Regions from separate parts of the Mus musculus genome. Here regions 1, 2, 3, 4, 5 and 7 are each linked to region 6. The links are chromatin contacts, called in public promoter capture Hi-C maps. All regions are on one chromosome and are shown on one strand. The core of a region is the stretch at or near the end of the contact, and the rest is flanking DNA. Distances in the headings are between cores, read along the strand shown.

Region 1 (2,965 bases), core at 264-2,763, 2.4 Mb before region 6:
CTTGTTTAAGTTTGAGGTTTTGCTAAGTACACACAGACAAGAACAGAAACCAAGCCAGTGAGGGGGGTACCGAAACAAGGTAAATATAAACAATAAAAACGTGTTTTCAGTAGTATGATAATACAGCAGAATTAAACTCACCTATTAACAGTCAGGCCAGACAAATGAGTTTAAAAAACACTCAGCTGATATGTTGCTCATGAGAAACCTGAAACATAAAGACAAAGGGTTTGGAATATAAAATTTGTGACAAATGTAATTTGAGAGAGAGAGAGCTAGTGAGCAAGCTAGAGAGCAGAGCTAGAGAGTGCACACAAGAGAGTGCAAACAAGAGCACACTATCATCAAAGAGCACTTGCACTAAACGGTAACACCCAGTATAAAAGTATTTCTAGAGATTTCTTAATGTGGCAAATAGTTATTTTAATAGACTACAAGCTTACCCACACAACTTTTCTTTGGCTAAATATGGACACATTTGAAGCAGAGGTTTTTTAGAGTCTTTGCATGATCTCCCCTGTGCTCCCATAATCCACCGTGAAAAGAAAATATGTTTGGAATCAGTTCTTTTTAACTTGAGCACCAGAAAACAACAAACAGAGAGCAGATCTGAATTTCAACCAAATACAGCCTGGATCAGCTAAATGCAATGAATCTGCTAACAACGTGAACTGAAGGAATCCCAGTTGGTTTGCTATTGAGCTTAGGAATTTTTTTCAGCCATTATTAAACTAACTTCAGGGCTGGGAATGTAGCTCATTGGTACAGTTTTTGCCTGGTGTGATTGAAGCGTTAGATTTAAATTCAACACTACAAAGGTAAAAGAAAGAAAGAAGAGAAAAGAAAAGAAAAGAAAAGAAAAGAAAAGAAAAAGAAAAAAAGAAAAAGGAAAAGGAAAGGAGAGAAAAGAAAAGATTTTTTTAAAAATTAAATAAGCCAAGCAAGCCATTAGGTAATAATAGAAAGAAAAACTGAAAAAAGTTAGAGAAGAAAGTGTTGAAAGGGCGGCAATGAGGAGGGGGAAATCATTAGAAAGTACAGATTTTTTTTCCCCGTAGTTACGAGTTACGCCAAATGCTACACACCTAAGAACTCCGCGGTACAATTGCACACGCCACGCCATCCCCACACTCACCACACCCTTACTCAACCCCTTACCACCAAACATGGCCACGACAGGACACTCGCTCTCGCACAACCACACCCCCTCCAAATCTCCAGAGTAGCACAAACTCTTACCAGGTTTTTGGTTGCAGCTCCGAACAGGCTTGAGTCCCGCCTTCTGGCCCGGAGCTCTCCGCAAAGCTGTGACCCGGGATACTCCGAGCCCCCCGAGAGCCCGCGCCCAGCCCGAAGCCCACGGCCGGCGCAAACCGGACCACCCGTGCCTCTCCCGTGGAGAGGTCCCCGCAGCGCCACCAGCCAAAACCTCCCGAGACGCAACCTCAGAGACGCGGCATGCGGGCCACGCACGGCCAGCCCCTCCACTCGGGCGGCAGCGCGCGCCCGTTATGTCCCAGAGCACAGGTGCTCCCAGAAGGACCCGCGGCCCGACCCAACTTCCGGTCAGAGCTCGGCTGGCGTTTCCTGTGCTAGGGACAGGAGTCATGGCCGAAGGCGCCGAGGTGGCTGAGCCCATTAGCGCGGCGAGACGGTGACGCCGCCGGCGAAGCAGCGCTGGACGTGAGCAGCTGCGGGGACGGTCTTTTCCGGAACAACCAGAGGAGGCGCTGGGGGCGCTAGGTGGCTGTCCCTTTGTGGACTACATTTCCCAGAAAGGCTAGTGGCCTGTCCAGCCTCTCGGCAGGAGCCTTGCGACTGGGCGGACGCAGTGCCCTGGAATAGTTTTTGTGGTTGTTTGTAATACATTCTGATAGCTTTTCTATGAGGACATGAAATGTCTGGTCGTTGTGGAGTTGTGGCTTAAGTGTAAGACTGTGCCTACCTCTATGTGGCATCTTGCATGTAACCATGGGGCTCCTGTCACCCGAGTGGTTGTGACTTCAGAACTCTGCTCCTGGGAACAATCTCTGAGGTGAGGTTTAGATTCGCAAATTGGTCAGGGTGCCAGTTCTCTCCTAATCTCCATTCTCTACGCAGGATGGATAATGGGGACAAGGCTGGTAATGATCTCTGGCCTGGCCAAGAAAGACCTGGAGGGTCACAATTTTTTTATGTCTACTCCCAGTTTTACCCATTGCCAGGTCAGTTACCCAAAAGAGGCAAAGAATGCACTACAAACCACAAAGAGCCGGGCTTTCCTTTGTGCCGAGCCCAGAGTGATCCCAGGTATTGGACGGCCGCCCCCATCTTACTGCATGCCCGCAAGCCTTACTTTCTTTCAAGCTGCAGTAAAACCACCAGGCCTGGGCGAGCTCCCTAAAGGCTGAGATAAGACCTCTGTCTTAGAATAGCCTTGAGCCTGAATGAACATCCTCCTACCTGCCACACCCTGGGCTCCAGAACTAACCCTCAATTTACAAATTCCTTCTTTATTGTTCCCTGAACCTCTGCTCCTGCCTTTATGCTTCAAAAGGAGAAAGGAGACTGCTCTCTCCCTTTGTCAAAGGTCGAAGCTGACTTGTGACCCTAACCAGTTAGAAGTGTTTTCCCGGGGGGGGGGGGGGGGGGGAGGGAACGGGACGGGGGGAGGGTATAAAGTTTACTTGTGGTTTATTTCCGACTTTCTTGGTCCTTTCCTCATTATTTGCACACCCCATGACCCCAACATCTGAATGCCTCTGGAAGTACTTGCTTAATGACGACTTGTCATTTGAAAATAGATCCCTATATTGTCTCCATTGGAGAAAAGAATAGCTATACCTATTATTAAGTCAGAGAGAGGCATAGAGGTAGCCATGTTCCAAGCCTGATTGCAAGCTAGAATAATCGGCTTAAGTTTAACTGGTGGGAGACAGAGCAGGTGGATCTCTGTGAGTTTCAAGCCAGCCTGGTCTACAGAGTG
Region 2 (3,093 bases), core at 20-2,519, 2.3 Mb before region 6:
AAACCACAGTGCTACAAACGGGCACAACAGGAGACTCACGGCGGAGTCACACAACAGTTATAATCACTTCCAGTTGCCCTCATGAAATTTTACACAATCAATACACAATACACATTCAACAGAACATAACAGCCCCTAAGACACACATACTGTCAGCTTGACAATTACATGCCATCTTCCAATTGTAGTGAGAATTCTGGAATTTTGGTTTCATTAAAAACCACAGGAATAATAAAAAAAAATTGAAAAAAAAACCCACAGAAATATTCTGAGAGTATGTCTCTGCTTTAATTCCAGGTGCGTGTGGGGTGCGTGTGGGAATATGGGGCTACCTCAAAGCAGCTCATTTACCTGTGCTCTAGCATAGGTATGGGTTTGCCAGTGGCAGATAGTTTCTGCAACTGTGTGGCATTTGAAATTTTGAGGACTTTTCAGAGGATACATAAATGCTAGGGTCCAGACAAGCAGGATTGGATTGGTGGTTGTTCAGGGAGTATGGTAAGGTTTGTTAGCAGTCATGATCAAAGAAGAAACAAATTAGAGTCAAGGATCTCTCTCTCTTTTTCTCTCTCTCCCCCATCTATTTTTCTTTCGCTCCTATCTAGCAGGAGGGTGGTGTTGTGTGTGTGTGTGTGGGGGGGGGGGGGGGGTATAAAGGGTCGGTGAATAAAGGAACCCACAAAGTAACAAAGATCAGCTACATCCAACCATGCTCATGGTATCACATAAAGTTACATAATCACACTCAAACATCCTCACAGTCACAGGTACCCAATACACATAGTATACAAACATACAGACAGTCCCCCTCTGATTAACACTCTTGGAAGCATAATTACTGGCTATCTGATATATCCCTCATACACAGGTGCTATACCGTTACACACAATAGGTCCAAACACATTGGGACACAATCACACACACTGCCACAAAGTTATTAATCACATATAATAAAGAAAACGTGCATACGTACACACACAGCTCTGCGCATGTTCACAGGTCATTGACACACCCACCAAAGAATCCTAAAAATCACAGCCACGCACTCACTGCGTCCTAGAGTCACTTAAGGTCACACTTAAACAGAGCCAAAGCCTCACTGCTGCTCATCCTGCTAGACCAGCTCCCACTGACCTGACATCTCAGATACTGACTGGTATTTCCCTTCAGACCCCAGGGCCGCAGCTTTGGAGCCTTAACAAGGGCCTATAGGCCGCTCGCCGTACACTTTCCCGTCCCCGGACGACGAGGGTCCCGCAGGCAAAAGAAGGGGCTGCCTAGCACTCGCGAACGCTTCTGGGAAATGTAGTCCGCGATTGGAACTGGCGGGGAAGATGGCATCCATTCTCGGATTTCCCGCCAGAGCACGGCCTGAGGCAGGCCGAGGAGCTCGTTCCGCATTTTCAATTTTGTGCGTGAAATTCCTAGACAGATATACAAACTCGGACAGAAACTCTTACAATGCATTGAGCCCCTTCCATGATAGGGGGCCAATCTCAGAGAATCACTGTATGTTTTTGGAGTAGGTTTGCACCGGAAGTTGTGTAGAGTCGCGTGTATTTCTGGGAAATGTAGTCTAAAAAAGGAACTGCGTGGCACTGGTCTCCTGGAACAAAGTTGTTGAAATGATTTCTGAGATACCACACCCTGAGTCTGGACATTTCTGGGCCTTGTAACTCACTGTAGGAATTTTCAGGATGACGACAGATTCTCCGTTTTACCCTTTTCTGTTGGCGAGGCTCAGCATAGGATTTATATGATCCATTTAGGTGGCATATAAAAAAAAAGAATGAATATTAGTTATTAAAATCTATCAGATTTAGGAAGAATTGTAAACGAGTGGTTGTTCCCGAATAGGTATAGGGTTCTGTTATAACGTAGTGAAAAAAATTCTCTTCGAATTTTTATTTATTTTGAGTCTGGGTCTCACTCTAGGCGGACTTGCAAGTCACTATGCAGACTTGGTTTGCACTAAACTCACGTAGATCAGTCTGTCTCTGTCTCACAAATGCTTGGACCAAAGGCAAGCTTCATCATACACTGGGTACACCGTTTTACTTTGGTGTTTATGGGACTCATTTCTATATAAATATTTCCTTTCTTAGCTGCACAATATTCTATTTTATGAGTTATGTGTATGAGTTTGTATATCTAGTCACACGTTTGTGGTTGTTACAGTAATCTCTAAATTAGTTGATTTTAATAAAGGAAATAGAAGCGTTTGTTTACAATTCTTCTCGCTCTCTCTCTGTCTTTTGAGACAGAGTGTAGCCCTTGGCTGTCCTGGAACTCACTCTGTGGACCAGGCTGGCCTCGAACTCAGAAATCTCTGCCTGCCTCTACCTCCCTAGTGCTGGGATTAAAGGAGTGTGCCACCATCGCTGGCTTGTTTTTCCTGTATTTGCCTGTAAAGGTCAGAAAGGGATGTTACATCACCTAGGGTTACAGACAGATTTGTGAGCTGGGAACAGAACTCCGGTCCTAGGCAGAGCAGTATAAGCAAGCATTGTTTGTTTGTTTGGTTTGGTTTTTTGAGACAGGGTTTCTCTTTATAGCCCTGGGTGTCCTAGAACTCACTTTGTAGACCAGGCTGGCCTCGAACTCAGAAATCCACCTGTCTCTGCCTCCCGAGTGTTGGGATTAAAGGCGTGCACCAGCACGCCCGGCCCTATTTCAGCTTGTAATGTCAGTCTTTTGAGCTTAATTAGATATTTAGAGGGTGAGCCATGGTATTAAATTAAGGCTTCATTTACACACTAAGGAGATTGCTATCCATTAATTATATTTTAATTTTACGTGCTTTTAATCACATGTTGGTGCCATCACGCCTAGCATTAAACTATTCTTTTTCTTACAGCTGCCTACTAGTTTACTTGAGGTGGTTAGAGTGGAGAATAACGGAAACGGATGGGCTTCACCCATGCATTCTTCTCTGTCCTTCCGACACCCTGACGTGAAGGGAGCTTCACGGCGGTATCTTCCAAGGGATTTATCCCAGATTCTACTTTATCTCCCAATGTGGTTTGTCTTGTTAAAGATTTTGACACTCTTCCAGTTGCTTCTGATACTGGTCTGATGCTCTTGGAGTTGCTG
Region 3 (3,003 bases), core at 157-2,656, 2.3 Mb after region 6:
CTGAGTGGTGAGATTGATGACCTGGTTGTTCTCTGGCCTGATCACCGACTCCTTGGCCAAACAGTCCTAGGGCAAGGCAGAGGCATGGTCACCCTCTGAATGGCTGTGGCCTTCTGTCCCTGGACACCCCTCACATACCCACTCTTCACAGCTCTCACCTTGTCCCTTGCCTTGTACACCGCTGGCCACTGGGATGGGTCGTCAAAGTAGAGGAGGATGTTCTGACAGCACTTAGCCTGAAGACCCAGAGATTTGGCGGTTGGGGTGTTTATAGCAGTTGGAGAGCTTTTGCCAAGGAGGGCCAAGGGAGTGTCCAGCCTCAGCTAAGGAGAGTGGCTAGGGAGACTCACCTCGGGGTATCGGAATCGGAAGTCCAGTCGTCCATAATCCGAAAGGAAACAAAATCTTGTCAGGAACACCCAATCCTGGCAAAAAGAATCCAGTGAGATCTGAGTCCTTCAAGAACTCAGCTTGACCCTACCCACAGACCCTCAACTTTTCTTCTCTACCCAAAGCCACTTAGCTTCCCAAACACCACAAAGCAGCTAAGTCACCTCCAGAATTCTTTCCAGATCCTTTTGCTGTGTGTCCGATTTTCTGCTGCCCTGGTTTTCTCCCTCAGATGTCCCTCAAGTTTCTTTCCCCCCCACCCCCGTCCTCCTCCTCCCCATCTTCCAGACACACTGAAAAAGACCAGGGATGGCCAGGTGCACATCCCCACCACCATCTGTCCTGGACTCTTTCTCAGCTGCATTCCCCCAGTTACACACACACATGCACACACATGCTGAGAGAGAGAGAGAGAGAGAGAGAGAGAGAGAGAGAGAGAGAGAGAGAGAGAGAGAGAGAGAGAGAGAGAGAGAGAGAGAGAGCAGCCCCAAGGTGGTCCCACAAACCATGCCATCATGACATCCTGGGCAATCTCCCAAACCTTCCTTGCTGGTCCTGAGCAGGCCAGGCAACCTCCACTTGGTGGAGTGAGGGGTGCTGTCCCTTCAGCACCACCATGGTGCAGCTCTGTTCCCCGTAACTCTGACTCTGCCTACCGACCCTCCCCACCCAGGCTGGCCTCGACAGCCACCATGCAACCCCCAACCCACAGCCTTCTCCCTGGTCCGGGCCCCCATTCCTCACGCCCCGGCCCGGGAGGGGCGCAGGGGGCGGGGCGGCATCATCCCCTCTTGGGTCCCGCGGGCCAGGGAACGCTAGGAGATGGCTCGGTGTGCTCACCTCTTTGGAGCTGAGGTTGCCCCGCACGTACTTGGCCCGGGTGCGGGGGTACAGTGGCAGCAGCAAGAGCAGTAGCGGCGGCAGCAGGCGGCGCAGCACGGGCGCGCGGGAGGGCTCCATTCCTCCCGCTCTGGCCTCGGCTCGGCTCCGGCTCCCGCTCCGGCCCGGTGACGGAGGCGAGAGCGCGCGGGCTGGCCAGCGCGCGCCCCCGATTAAAGGGGCCGCTGGACGCAGCGGTCTCCGCCCCCTCCTCCGGGATGGACTAAACTGTCTCCTACTCTTCCCACCTGAGAGAGAACATTCTCTTGTCACCTCACCCCAGCTGTGATCCTCTTCTACAGGCGTCTCAAAGAAACCTCAGGATGCGTGTGTCCTAAACTGAACTCACATTCCCGCAAGCAAGGGTCTTCTTTGGACTGCAGACTCCAGGATTTAACCGAGAAAACCGAGCTCTGTCCTGACCACTGATCCCCAGTTTTGACCCCAAATTATTCTATTATTACCCATTCTCTAGATTTGGCAAACCTTGTGCCCATAGACACACAGAAGATGAGACATTGTTCTGGGACACACACATACACACACACAGTAAAACCTTCTAACAAAACAATCACTCCTGACTGCCTGCCCCACCCCTAGGGTGTGAACCCCAGCTGCTTGAGACAAAGGTGAGATATGGAGGAGCCAGTGCTCTAGCTGCCAGGGCTGGCTTTGTCATGTCCCTACCAGAAGACCTAGGACAAATCACTGGGCCTCTTATCCCTTAGTGTAGTTTGATGCCCCCCACCCCCACCCATGCTGCTATTAATTCTGTCATTTCCCATAGGGCAACTGAGAGTCCTGGGAAGGTCTTCCAGCATCAGACTCCAACAAATATTCCTAGCTTTATCCTTCACCCTCCACTGCAGAAAATTCATTCACTGCTGCTCAAAATGCCATTTCAAAAGCTTTCTGGCTAGACACATCTGCGGGGTAGGGGGACAGGCAATTCTTTGTGAATTCAAGGCCAGACTGGTCTCTGCATTAAATTCCAGAACAGTCAGGACCACATAAGTGAGAATCTGTTTTAAAAATGGGGGAAAAAAAAAAAAGCCAGGCAGTGGTGGCGCACGCCTTTAATCCCAGCACATGTGAGGCAGAGGCAGGCGGATTTCTGAGTTTGAGGCCAGCCTGGTCTACAGAGTGAGTTCCAGGACAGCCAGGGCTGCACAGAGAAACTCTGTCTTAAAAAAAAAAAAGAAAGAAAGAAAGAAAGAAAGAAAGAAAGAAAGAAAGAAAGAAAGAAAGAAAGAAAAAAGAAAGAAAAAGAAAAAAGAAAAGAGAAGGAAAAGGAAAGTATGAACAAAAAGCTTTCTGGCTGGAGATGTAGCTCAGTGGTAATATGTTTGCCTAGCTTATGTGTAAGGTCCTGAATCACATTCCCAAAATAGCAAATAAATGAAATTCCTGGAGTAAGACATGGTACATGCAATTAACCCCAGTACTTGGGAAACAGACTGGTGGATTGCTCCAAATTCCAAGCCAGTCTGGTCTATACCATAGGGAGACTGTCTCAAAAAAAAAAAAAAAAAAAAAAAAAAAGAAAGAAAGAAAGAAAGAAAATTAAAAAAACGGAAGAAAAATTCTAAACAAATTAAAACATACAAACTGAGAAGAAAAAAATAAATGCATGGAAAACTCTGAGTGTAAACTTTTTACCATGTGACCAGTTGTTACCAAGAGGGATGATGAAAAATTTTACTCTATGGGGGTTGGGGGAGTAGAGAGTTGTTA
Region 4 (3,075 bases), core at 280-2,779, 2.4 Mb after region 6:
GGCGGAAGTACCCGTGCGTTGCCTTCTGGATAACGTAGTCTTTAGAAGCGCTAGCAGTACCTTCTGTCTCCATTCCGTGTCCACTGAGAATTGCAATAGGGAAATGACTGAGCAGACAGTACTGTAGGCTTCAGAAAAGCCCCAACAATTAGGACGAACACAGGCTGCGAGTAAAGTAGAGCACAGACTCCGTTTCTGAGGCACGAGAGCTGACAGCATTTTGACCTCTGTCTCTGCGCCCCCCCCCCAGCCCCCAGTTTCCTACTTTGGTGCGACTTTTCCCGGGTATTAATTGATTAACAGGAGACTCGACATACTCAAGAAAGCTGAAACTCCTTCGTGTAGTCGGCTCCCTTCATTCAGATTATCTAGAATCCTGTAATCTAGGAAGAGGATAGACGCAAAAAATTGGGGGTTCAGGACAGAAATTCTCTCTTTTTTTAAATCCTGCAGCTCATCTTCTTGGTCCTAACCATATTGCTAGGGAAAAAGGTAGACTATCGGAAAACAAATGTTCTGAGGCATAGTCGGGACTGTTTACTGTACTAAATCCGTTGAGAATGTAAGGAGACGTTATTCTCTTCTCTATATGTGGTTGCTTGGGACTACTTTTTCTAGCACTCACTTATCGGTTTAGGTCTTAGACCTAGGGATCAGAGAAGACATTGTAACACATTATAGTCTCCCTTGGGAACAATTGTCCTTAACCTTTCACCTACACTCTCAGCCACAGTACTCCCTTTGGACTACAGCTCCCACGAAGCCCCAGAGCCTAGCTTCACGAAGAGTCAGAGTCTACTGTGGATTATTCCCAGCATGCTTCTGGTTGCTGGTAGCTCTCATCAGCCTCGTCAATGGTGAGGCAATATTGAACTTCATTTCCCAGAAGACACCAGGCTCATTGAAGCGACGCGCATAACTCTTGGTGTCGACTACATTTCCCGGAAGGAACTGCGACGCTGCTAGCTGGCCTGAGAGAGCGCGATGCCTATTCTACTTCCTATCAGTTCCTTCCAGTTACAGTATCTACTTAAGGTTTGAGGAGCATCTGAGACTTCATTTCCTATAGTGCTTTATCAACCATTCTACACCTGCAATGCGGTGAGGGCGTGGTGATGACTCCATTTCCCAGTGTGCTTCACAGCCAGAGTACTAAGTATTCACGGGTGCGGACTCGATTTCCCAGAATGCACGCGGTGCAGGAAGTCACCGATGGCCCACAGATTGGGTGGGTGGCTGGACTCCATTTCCCGGCGTGCATCATTCTTGGATGCTGCTCAGTATTGGAGTGGCTAAGATTTCGTTTCTGAGATACTCTAAGGGACTTGCTTTTTCCTCTGTGTAGTGAGTGTGTGGCTCTGACTGTGTTTTTCAAAGTGCTTCCAAGTTAGCTTTTGGCAGAGTCGGGTGACATTAGCCAGGACTCTATTTCCCGGTGTGCAGCGCGAGCCGTCACACCCCGCCCCCAGCAGTCAGCTACTCTGAGGGTTTGAGAACTCCATTTCCCAGAGTGCTGTGCGGGTCGAGGGTGGTGACAACGAAGCCGACGGCAGAGGGACTTCATCTCCCGGCGTGCCCCGCGGCGGGCGCTGGGCCGGAGCCGGAGCCCGAACGGCGCGGCCTGGAAGAGGCCGGAGCCCAGGGGAGGCGGCGGCAGAGGCAGCGGCGGGGGCAGCCCAGGCAGCCCGAGCCCCGCGGCCTGGGCCTGCGCTCGGCGCCATGAGCGGCGGCGGGCCTTCGGGAGGCGGCCCTGGGGGCTCGGGCCGGGCGCGGACCAGCTCGTTCGCGGAGCCAGGAGGCGGAGGCGGAGGTGGTGGCGGCGGCCCCGGGGGCTCGGCCTCTGGCCCAGGAGGCACTGGCGGCGGGAAAGCGTCAGTCGGGGCTATGGGTGGGGGCGTGGGAGCCTCGAGCTCCGGGGGTGGCCCCAGCGGCAGCGGCGGAGGAGGCAGCGGTGGCCCCGGCGCGGGCACTAGCTTCCCGCCGCCGGGAGTGAAGCTGGGCCGTGAGTACTTAGGGGCGCCCTGTGGGGTGGTGATCTGGGTTTCCCAAGCGCATCAAACGGCAACCAGATTCTTTCATGTACCCAGAGAGAAGCTCGAGGTCACCGTGCTGCTTTAAGCCAGGATCGGAGCTTTCTGTCTCCGAGATAAAGGAGTTTGAGGGTTTACCATCACTTGGAGTTTAGATTCAGAATTACCAACACCCAAGAAACAGAGGTCACAGGTCCTATTCTTCCAGTTATCAAGGTCTCGAGTACTTGACGACGTTGCCATCCACAGGAGACTAGGATCAGAGGTCATAGTTACTTGCCAATTTGATCTAGGATTGTTGTCCCCTAAGAGACAAGAATATGATTTCTGTCACTATCCTGTATGAAAAGGGGGCTATTCGTTTCCTTCCCATCAAAATTGGTGATTTGGATAGGATATCCTTTAGAAACACCGATTCAGAATTATTAATGTTTCCACAGAAAAGGGCCAGGTTTAAACCATACGGCCTGACATTATCACCTAACCCACTGAAAACGTTTAGACTTGTAGTCAGTCCTCGATGATGGCAGTAAATAATCACTATTGTTTATAGATAAGAATAGCTTGGGAATAAACACAGGCTTCTAAGAAAGCTCATTGTCAGTTTTCTTTTAAAACAAGGTGAGGGAGCAGGGTTCTTTAGCAAAAATGGAGTGGGGGGGCACAGGTCACACCTCTTATAAAATATGGTTTTGAAGTGGCTGGTACTGGCTCTGAAAAAATAAATAGCCATGTGGTAGTATTTTTCAAAATATCCCTCACTGTCCCCCTTGCAAATTGCCTTTGTTGGTAAGTTTCCTAAAGGGAGTGGGTCCCTAAGAGTGGCAACTAGGCTTGCTGCTACTCAGAGACAGGGAATTGGAAACCAAAGCTTTCCTTCAAAGGCATCAGGCTGGGATATGCCTTCAGCAGTTGTGGAGTTGAGCAGCTCCATTCTCAGGCTAGGTACTACTCTGGAGCACACAGAGGCCAGACCAGTGCCCATAACAATGTAGAGTAGTTGGTAAGAGTAACAGACCCCCAACCCTCCAGTCCTTATCCCCAA
Region 5 (3,046 bases), core at 234-2,733, 2.2 Mb before region 6:
ATTGGCAGATGAATCTTTGAGTTCACTATGAGTATGTATTTAAATAGTAAGTCCTAGGCTAGTCAGGGCTACATAGAGAGGCCCTGTCTCAAAAACAGAAAGGGAATGGGGCAGGCTTATGGTACTGAGGTTTCTATTTAATTCAGATAAAGAAATGAGATGACATTTACCTTCTAAATCTGGCTGATCTGGACACACACCGTTGCGGCTGTGTCCACTGACTCTGGATGCTATGGACACACACCGCTGTGGCCGTGTCCACTGACTCTGGCTGATATAGACACACACCGCTGCGGCTGTGTCCACTGACTCTGGCTGATCTGGACACAAACCGCTGTGGCTGTGTCCACTGACTCTGGCTGATATGGACACACACCGCTGCGGCTGTGTCCACTGACTCTGGCTGATATGGACACACACCGCTGCGGCTGTGTCCACTGACTCTGGCTGATATGAACACACACCGCTGTGGCTGTGTCCACTGACTCTGGCTGATATGGACACACACCTCTATGGCTGTGTCCCACTGGCTCTTAAGTACTGTGTGCAGCTTGTTTTAATCATGGTGATGCTGCTCTCTGTAATAAACTTCCGTTTATCACCTTCTGGAGCAGGGCATGGTAGTTCACACCTGTTATCCCAGACCTTGAAAGTCAGGAGGACGGCCTCTGAAGGGTGACCAGGGCTAAACAGCAAGATCCTGTCTAAACAACAAACCAACAGAAACCACTTGACAAGAGGATCTGGAGTTCAGGTCAACCTTGGTTATAAAGAGAATTGCAAGCCAGCCTCAAAATCAAACCTTACCTGTGTCTCCTCAGGAACTCTCTAGAGAAGGGACGATGTCTGCTTGGGGTACCCTGAGCGTTAATAACGCCCCCCCCCAAAAAAAAACCACCCCGACTGACAAAACACTGTGTTAAAAATAAAAAGTCGGCTATATTGCCTGTAGATTGCCTACGCCGCACAATTAACTTACAGAAAAATAACAATGCTAATTAGTTATTATCAGCTATACATTTTCCCTCCCACAGACACTCCAGAAGACCGCACTTACTAATCGTAATTTGAAAAGAAAATGAGATTTAGGAAGCTTCCGCTATCTCTATAATCTCAGCCACTCCTGTACAGGGATCCATCCAGTCGAGACCCAATCCCCAAGAACCATTCGATCCGCATACAATGTCTCCTCCCCACAACAGCTCGCTCCACTCACAAAGCGCCACAGCTCGAGCCCAACTCTTGCTCACGCTCATTTTCCTTACCTCGCAGTTTCTCTGCCGTCCAACTCCTCCCAGATCCAGCCGCGCATGCAATCTAACCTCCCTATGCTTTCTCTCACACACGCTCAGGGCTGTCATTGCGTACTCTTGCACCTACAGGACGAGGCTTCCTCTTGGTCAGACTGCCAATGCTGGGTTGGTCTTAGCGCTGGGGTCCTACATTCCGGTCTGTGGCCCCAACTTCCAGCAGGAAGTCGAATTCGGAACAGCCTCCTTAGACAGATTTCCGCCTGGGGATTGGATGACTCAGCCTACTCGAGCCATGCGCCTCCGGTCACCAGCACGGCCTTGAACTACATTTCCCAGAATACCTCGGTTCCCTGGAAACTCGCAGTGCTGAGATAGTGCTGGGTCGAGGAGCCTGATCTAGGTCTATGAAGTCTTTCACCGCTGGGATTTCCTCACGATTCCGACGAATAGCCGAACACTTTGTATCTGTTGTTCAGGCCACAGCTTTCAGCCCCTGACATTTCCAGGCGTTGTATTTCCCTCTCCTGGGAGCCTTTTTTAAGGAGTGGGCAGGGTACTCCTGACAGGTTTGGGGAGAACTTTAGGGATAATGAGACGCCTTTGGTGCCAAGGGTTTGGATGCACCATCCTGTGCAGTGCAATGAAGCTGACTCCGGGAGATCCGGAGCTGTGTAGAATTGTTATCATGTGTCTGGGTGGTAGTCTAGGGGATATGGAGGCAGAGAGGATTCCTTGATTGGTGAGTATGATCGCATCCATTGTGTGTGTGGCTGGAGTCTGTGTGACCGTTTTGTGCCATGCTTTTTTTTTTTTTTTACCAGTGTGAGGTCCCTCGAGTGTGAGGTCCCTGGGCTTTTGTGTTTGTGAGCATTTGCCTAACTTTGGGAGCGTGTGAGGTGACCGACTGAGGTGTGACTGCTTCCCAGTGGACCTTTTCTAATTTCGGTAGAGGTAAGGTGAGGGTGGGGGCAACAGTGACTGTGATTGGCTCTCCCTGTTAAGGCTTCCGTGTGGGGTGGATTGTATTTTCGTTTGAGGCACCCATAGCTTTTGTGTCCCCGTGGTGTGGGATTAATTGGAGAGTCACTATAGGTGAGGCAACTTTGTACCTTTGTGACTCCAGCCAAGGGGACTTGTGTCACATCCTGGGGGTAGACTCTGTCCTTATCTACAGTCACCCTACTTTTGTCTGGTGTTTCCATTGCATAGGAAGCCCCTAGGCTTCTCTGATTTCTTGATAGGTGCTATGGCTGTTGGGCCAAAATGATCTCTGAAATGGTTGAATATGCATCTACAAGAGCCTAGTGTGTGTCACACTTTTTTTTTTTTTTAATTCCCGAGTTCTGTCCTGTAGCTTATGATTTCCTGACATCCCTTTACTTTTGTCAAGATGTGGCTTGTTTTCCTCCTGTTGAAAATTCTGGCCCATCCTGTGACTGCATTCCTGTAGTGTACCCTGAAGTGGAAGTTTAAGGAAATGTCAGGTGATGCAGACCCATGTGATATTTGGAGAGAGTATAAATAGGAGTCAACCCACAGTGACTAGTGTATAGCTAGCTTTGCATTGCTTTGCTGGTTTCAAGTCTTTGCTGATCTTTGCTTCATTGTACCGTATTAACTGCTCTTAAGTCCTTTATCATCCTCCATTTACCTGATTTCTTTTCTTTCACAACACAAAGGACAATTCCATGGGCTGGTAGACTCTTCTACATGTTGAGCCTCCAGCTGCTCTTATACCAGTTGTCCAAGCGCCTGCAATTTGTTGTTGTTGTTGTTATTGTTGTGGGCCATCT
Region 6 (3,079 bases), core at 576-3,075:
ACTGGCCACACACTTCTGGGGTTCCCTGCTTAGGGACCACAGTAAGAAACTAGGTCTGTGAGGAACCTAAAGCAGTCCCAAACACTATTACGTAGCCTTTCTCCCTAGGTCAGACCAAGCTGGATAAAGTACACTCCCCTCCAAGTACCCTTGGCCTCTGCAGAGCGAACAGCTGGGAAAACAGCACTCAACCTCACCAAGAGGCCAACTGTTATCACTCAACTAGTAGGAGCGTAAACAGGACTCTAGATTGAGCTGGTAACAGGGAGGCACAAGCAGCCACGTGGCCAGGGCTGGAGAAACGTGGGCCCCTTCACATCCATATCCACGACACCAGGCAGTACCTGAACTCTCACCTGCATCTCTGAGGAGGGAATAGTAAACAGGCTAAAAATCAGCCTGACCTGAACCTATGGTTTTCTAGCAGGGGGAGGCCTGTCACCAGGTGCCAAAAGTTCTCCAAATGAGAGAAACAGGGGCCCCAAATTCTGAGAATAAAGATGCCCCCCCCCCACTTCGCTCTAGAGAGCTGTCCCTTAAAACACACCTTCCGCCCAAAAGGTGACAGGCAGGTCCAGAGGCACTTCTCCTTATCCAAGCCCGATAGCCCCTCCCTTTCCTAGTAGGGAGCCAGACTAGAGATCAGAAAACTTCAGTGACTTCTAAAACACATCTCCACCCCCGGAAGCAAAGAACTTGCCAAAGGATGTCCCACACACCTTAAAGAGAAATAATCTGAGAGGGTTCTGGAGTGGTGAGTGGACAACCCCATGATAAAAAGCAGCCCAGTAACGATCCCGTTTTCCCCAAAGTCATAAAGAAGTTCAAGAAAGGGTGAGCTGAGTGTAAACGCCCACCCCTGCATATTACAGGAAGAGAAAAGCGCTCCTCGCCCACTCAGTATCACACCCCTAAAAGTACGCCCCTTAACACTCACTCGGGCCTCCCAGCACCCTGTGCCTCAAAGATGATAAACATCACAGCCCTCCACCCGACCCTGTTCTCCTCTAAGTACAAAGACTGCTCTCTCGTGTCTAGGTGGTACTACCCTGACTGCCCCAACACGGCCACCCTGGGCCCAGACCCCTCTCCAGAAGCTCCCATCCCTCTAAGTGCACTATAGGAACGGCTCCCAAAGCACCCAAGCGGCACTTGACACGGTGAGCGCCTCAAAAGCTGGACAGGCTGGCACCACAGAGAAGGAGCTGTCTCCCCCGATGTCCCCGAGGGCAGCCCCCAGCCCGCACACTCAGAGAGAGCTCCCCCCGCCGCCGCAGTGGTATGGACCACGGCACCCGCCCCGCGTCCCTCTGGGTTTGTCCCCCCCAGCCCCGCAGCAGGCGCCCCCACTCCGTTCCGGAAGAGGGGGGGAGCCTCCAGGTCCGTGGTCCCCGCCAGGCGGGCACGGGTGGTACGGCCCAGCGAGGCCCCACGGGGGGCCAGGACGCGACCATCGCGGAGGGGAGGGCGCTTGGGGACACGCGCTGGCGTACTCACCTGTCACCGGCGGCCGCCCAGCCTCTCCGGCCGGGCTCTACCCCCGCCCATCGCCACGCTGAGCTCGTTCCCGCTCCTTATTTATGAACTGGCGGCAGCAACGGCGGCAGTGCTGGCGGCGGCGACGCCTTCTCGGAGTCAGGCCCAACGGCTCGCGCAGCGCGGGCCCCCCCGCCCCCTCCCCCCAGCCCCCAGCCCCCACTCACAGCCCCCTCCCACCCGCTGGCCGGAAATACCGCCTTTTCCAGCCACAAACAGGAACTGACGTAGTAGACCAAGGGAATGGCCTCAGAAAACATCAGACCGCAAGCGCAGGAACTAGGAGGCAGGCAGGCTCAAGGCAGCGCGCCTGCGTACTTTAGGCACCCGTCACGTTAACTTTTTATTTATTTATTTTTTTTAAGAGCCCCGTTCTGAGCTGGGGGGGCGGAGGGGGGGGTAGCATTACACATGCGCAGTAGGACACCAACAAGTAGGCTTTCCCCGAAGGCCCAGTGATTACTTCCCGGCAATCAAAGGGCTTTATTTACATATGCTTTGATCTTGTTTTATTCTTCTCTTTCCTGCCTTCCTAGTTCCTAGACCAGCGGTTCTTCACTTGGGAACCTCTCACAGGGGTTGCCTAAGATCATCGGAAAATTCAGATATTTACATTATGATTCATAAGAATAGCAAAATTAGTTATGAAGTGACAACGAAAATAATTTTATGTTTGGGGGATCACCACATGAGGAACTGTATTAAAGAGTCACATTAGGTAGACTGAGAAACACTGTCCTAGACTTTCTTTTTTTCTTTCTTTTTTTTTTTTTTTTTTTTTTTAACTTAATGTATGAGTGCTCTGATCTGCAGGCCAGAAGAGGGCATCAGATCCCCTTATAGATGGTAGTGAGCCACCATGTGATTGCTGGGACTTGAACTCAGGACCTCTGGAAGAGCAGTTAGTGTTCTTAACCGCTGAGCCATCTTACCAGCCTGACTTTTTTTTTTTTTTTGGTTTTTCGAGACAGGGTTTCTGTGTATAGCCCTGGCTGTCCTGAAACTCGCCCTGTAGACCAAGCTGTCTTGAACTCAGAGATCTGCCTGCTTCTGCCTTCTGAGCAATAGGATTAAAGGCCTGGCCTGCCACTGCCAGGCTCCTAGATGCTTACTTATAGAGACCCAAAACAAGTTAGTTAAGATCAAGCACAAAGCAGGGTATGGCAACAGGTCTGTTACTGCATCATTCTGGATGTTGGGGCAGGCCAGCTAGACCTTGTCTCAAAAAAAAAAAAAGATGTTGCACTCAAGCTTTGAGCCACATAACCCCACATTAGAATATCCTCTTCTGTAACTATGGGCTGACTTCTGTATCCACATCTCAAGAATCCACATCTTCAAAACACAAATAACCTTGGATTATCTTACGAAAACAGTTCTTATTAAACTGTGACTTCAAAATATTAATGTCACTTGCACATGATATATATCTAAATAAATGTGGGACTTATAATTTCTCATATGGAGTAACTTGAGCCCATGTAAGACTTAAAACCACAGAAAATCGCTCACAGAAAAAAAGGTATATAGGTTGCACGGCTGT
Region 7 (2,945 bases), core at 127-2,626, 2.3 Mb before region 6:
ATAAACATCAAATGCCATTGAGTTAATGCATGCCTTTAACCCAGAACTTGGAAGGAAGAGGACGATGGGTCTTTATGATTTCAAGGCCAGTGTGTACTACATAAAGAGGTTCAAACCAGGCAGAGACCTGCCTCAAAAATAAGTAAATAGGAATAAATAAATTGCCTTGTTCCTCCATTATAAGAGAAGACTTGGGTAGGAGACAGTCACAAAAACAACAATAAAGTAAAACAAAGATCGTTTTCTGACATGATAAAGGCTGTTGAGGAGACAAATATCTGCTTACCTCAAACTTCCCTTCTAGATGGACAATGGCCATTTTTCCTCTTCTGTGTTGTACTTTGAGAATAAAAAAGTTAAATGAGATGCTATGTTGTTCTTGCCATATACTCTGAATTAGAGACAACCTCTTCCTCCGTCCCCACAGAGGGGTTAAGTCTTTACATTCTGGGAGTAATTGGGGAGAGACAAAGTCACAAGCAACTCAGGATCCTTTGGTAGATTCATGGTGGGGACCCCCCATGAATTCCAACAAAATTTCACCGTTGTACCCTACCACATCAGGGAAGGATCACAGGTAGAAACAAGAAAATTTCCACAGTCACATTGCTAGTGTCACAATTTACACTGTCAGAGCTACACCGTTGGAGCACTAACTCGTATATAGGACCCAAGCATGTACAATAACCAAACATTCTGTCAGGGACAAATACTGTCAGCGACATTCTTTTACAAGGGTGAACTTCTACTTTCTTTACAATCATGAGTACAGCACACAGCATCCTACAGTCACACACATACACACACGTACACACATAAACACACACGCATACATTCATACACACGCACTCACACAGTCACCCAAATGGGAGAACACTATAAAAGTCACAGGCGACGGAAACAAGCAATCGTAATCTCAGTGACACTATCACACATGTCTTCCGAGGCAAGCCAGTTATGCACAGGATACCAGGTACATCAACAACCTCAGAGTGACATAAACATCTAAATACCTCGCTATAACAGCACCGTTTCTCCACCATACACGTGGGCCGACACCATCAGTCCCAGAAACATCTCTAGTGAGATAAGCAACAATCACACACACCCTTGTGTGTCACAACTCATTCACACACAGCACGCCAACCACAAACCAAGGGTCGCAACAGGCTCCAAAAGCACAGGCTTGTGGCGTATACACGGGAGACACCGCCACCTAATGCCACAGACACGTCCTCCAGACGTTCCTCAGCACGCTCACCTCCGAGGGAAGCTCAGGGTCCCGCCTCCTGCGCCGGGCTCCACTACAGGCAGCCTGCTCTATGGGATGCTTAGGAGATCCTCCAGACACAACCCTCTCGTGACGCAAGTACCCCGAACTCTCGCCAGGAAACGGAAACGGCGTTCTGCTCCCGGTGGCTCTGGGAAATGTAGTCCAATGGCTGGGGCCAATGCCTGCCCCCCCCTCCCTCCCCTCCACCTTCTCTCTCACCCCTCCCTCTTTCCCTTCCACCTCTCCCCTCCCTTCCCCCTCTCTCCTTCCAAACCGCTCCTCTTTCCTCCCTCTCTCCCCCCAATCGCAATATTTGTGAGGTGATTTATACCTGTGGTAATGAGATTTTATACCACATGTGGGGTTGCTCAACAGAGATTCAGCCACTGTAGTTTGTTTGTGAAGGGTCACTACATATTTCTGGAATAATTGACTAGTTGCTCATGATGATCTGTGTTATCTTTCACCTGTATCCACTTCCAAACGACTTTCAAAGAACCCTTAAGTTTCCACTTCATTGGTTTGAAGGAGAATGGCCCCCACAGGCTCATATATTTGGATGTTGGTTCTCAGTTAGGAGATGTGGCCTTGTTGCAGGGGTGTACCTCTGTAGGTGGGCTTTGAGGGTTCAAGCCCAAGTGAGGCCTTAGAATCAGATGTGAGTTCTCACCTACTTGCTCTAGGGCAGAGCCTGCCTGATGCCATATTTCCTACCATGTTGACCACAGACTCACCCTCTGAAACTGTCTGCAAGCCTCTAATTAAAAGTGTTTTTTTCTTTTTTTCAGCCAGGCAGGGCTGACACACTCCTTTGATCCTAACACTTGGGAGGCAGAGGCCAGCAGATCTCTAAATTCAAGGCCAGTCTGGTCTACAGAGCAAGTTCTAGGAGAGCCAGGGCAATACAGAGAAACTCTGTCTTGAAAAAACAAAAGTATTTTTTCCTCCCAGAGGCAGAGTTAGGTGAATCTCTGAATTTGAGGCCAGTCTGGTCTATAGAACAAAGTCTAGGATACTCAGGGTTACACAGAAAGACTCTGTCTCTCTCATTCATATATATATATATATTTTTTTTTCCAGTAAGCTTGTATTTTTCAAAACCAACTTAAGTGTGCTTAAATGCTTTAACCTCCCTTCTAGCCTACCACCCACCAGAGGCAGTGGAAAGGAAAGGTTAATAGGGCAGAGGAGGATGTGGGCTGTTTAGAAATAGTTCTTTGGGGCAATCCCAGTCTTTGTTGTCAGGATAGCAGCAGGCAGTTCAATTCACAGGAATCAGCAGTGGTAGCTCGACTCACTTGTAAGCAATATTCACGAATCAGCCATAGCAGTGGCTTGCGTCCATCCAGAAGAAACCTCAAGGCTCTTCCAAATTGGCCAGAGTCCACAGAAGCAGCAAGAAGCCACTGGAATGCCACCGGAAGTTCTTTGGTGTGTTTCTCTCTACGAAATCACAACAAACGGTGACTAGCAAAGAATAGCAAGATGACCCACTGTCACCCAACACCTATGTCTGTTGGGTTATACTTATACCCTTTTCAAACATCACATGTTCTCTCAAGCATCTGCTAACAAAACATCACATGCCTTCTTTCCAAGTAGCTTCCAGAAAAACACCACGTGTCTGTTCTCAGCAAAACAACTTCCCACATGTCTGCTTCAGCACAACCAT

The links. Promoter capture Hi-C pulls out the DNA fragments that hold promoters and counts their contacts.
Region 1: a promoter capture Hi-C map of liver shows a contact between it and region 6, with 4 times the contacts expected there. The contact joins the promoter of Zfp568 here to the promoter of Akt2 in region 6. A contact is called at or near these places in 3 of 39 promoter capture datasets (hippocampal neurons and liver).
Region 2: a contact with region 6 is called in a promoter capture Hi-C map of liver, with 6 times the contacts expected there. The contact joins the promoter of Zfp383 here to the promoter of Akt2 in region 6. A contact is called at or near these places in 2 of 39 promoter capture datasets (both in liver).
Region 3: a contact with region 6 is called in a promoter capture Hi-C map of hippocampal neurons, with 3 times the contacts expected there. The contact joins the promoter of Tmem145 here to the promoter of Akt2 in region 6. A contact is called at or near these places in 4 of 39 promoter capture datasets (cranial neural crest, hippocampal neurons, liver and 1 more) and 1 of 115 datasets of contacts at active chromatin or transcription factors (astrocytes).
Region 4: a promoter capture Hi-C map of liver shows a contact between it and region 6, with 2.9 times the contacts expected there. The contact joins the promoter of Gsk3a here to the promoter of Akt2 in region 6. A contact is called at or near these places in 5 of 39 promoter capture datasets (the C10 cell line, cranial neural crest, hippocampal neurons and 2 more).
Region 5: a contact with region 6 is called in a promoter capture Hi-C map of liver, with 3 times the contacts expected there. The contact joins the promoter of Zfp790 here to the promoter of Akt2 in region 6. A contact is called at or near these places in 4 of 39 promoter capture datasets (hippocampal neurons, liver and neutrophils).
Region 7: a contact with region 6 is called in a promoter capture Hi-C map of liver, with 4 times the contacts expected there. The contact joins the promoter of Zfp420 here to the promoter of Akt2 in region 6. A contact is called at or near these places in 1 of 39 promoter capture datasets (liver) and 1 of 115 datasets of contacts at active chromatin or transcription factors (astrocytes).

The regions. Positions count from the first base shown.
Region 1 is chr7:29,982,503-29,985,467 of GRCm38.p6, reverse strand. It overlaps Zfp568 (zinc finger protein 568), which reads right to left and starts at 1,513. Exons shown (of 10, transcript NM_001167872.1): 1 at 1,240-1,513; 2 at 142-208. Gm31735 (a long non-coding RNA gene) reads left to right here and starts at 1,947. Exons shown (of 2, transcript XR_001778074.2): 1 at 1,947-2,035.
Region 2 is chr7:29,906,693-29,909,785 of GRCm38.p6, reverse strand. It overlaps Zfp383 (zinc finger protein 383), which reads right to left and starts at 1,269. Exons shown (of 5, transcript NM_001243908.1): 1 at 1,135-1,269. The coding sequence starts at 1,141.
Region 3 is chr7:25,304,511-25,307,513 of GRCm38.p6, reverse strand. It overlaps Tmem145 (transmembrane protein 145), which reads right to left and starts at 1,406. Exons shown (of 15, transcript NM_183311.2): 1 at 1,231-1,406; 2 at 351-425; 3 at 159-236; 4 at 1-66. The coding sequence starts at 1,350.
Region 4 is chr7:25,236,305-25,239,379 of GRCm38.p6, reverse strand. It overlaps Gsk3a (glycogen synthase kinase 3 alpha), which reads left to right and starts at 1,529. Exons shown (of 11, transcript NM_001031667.1): 1 at 1,529-2,002. The coding sequence starts at 1,720.
Region 5 is chr7:29,814,509-29,817,554 of GRCm38.p6, reverse strand. It overlaps Zfp790 (zinc finger protein 790), which reads right to left and starts at 1,483. Exons shown (of 5, transcript NM_146185.2): 1 at 1,266-1,483.
Region 6 is chr7:27,590,298-27,593,376 of GRCm38.p6, reverse strand. It overlaps Akt2 (thymoma viral proto-oncogene 2), which reads right to left and starts at 1,825. Exons shown (of 14, transcript NM_001110208.2): 1 at 1,498-1,825.
Region 7 is chr7:29,858,410-29,861,354 of GRCm38.p6, reverse strand. Zfp420 (zinc finger protein 420) reads right to left here and starts at 1,376. Exons shown (of 4, transcript NM_172740.2): 1 at 1,262-1,376; 2 at 287-339.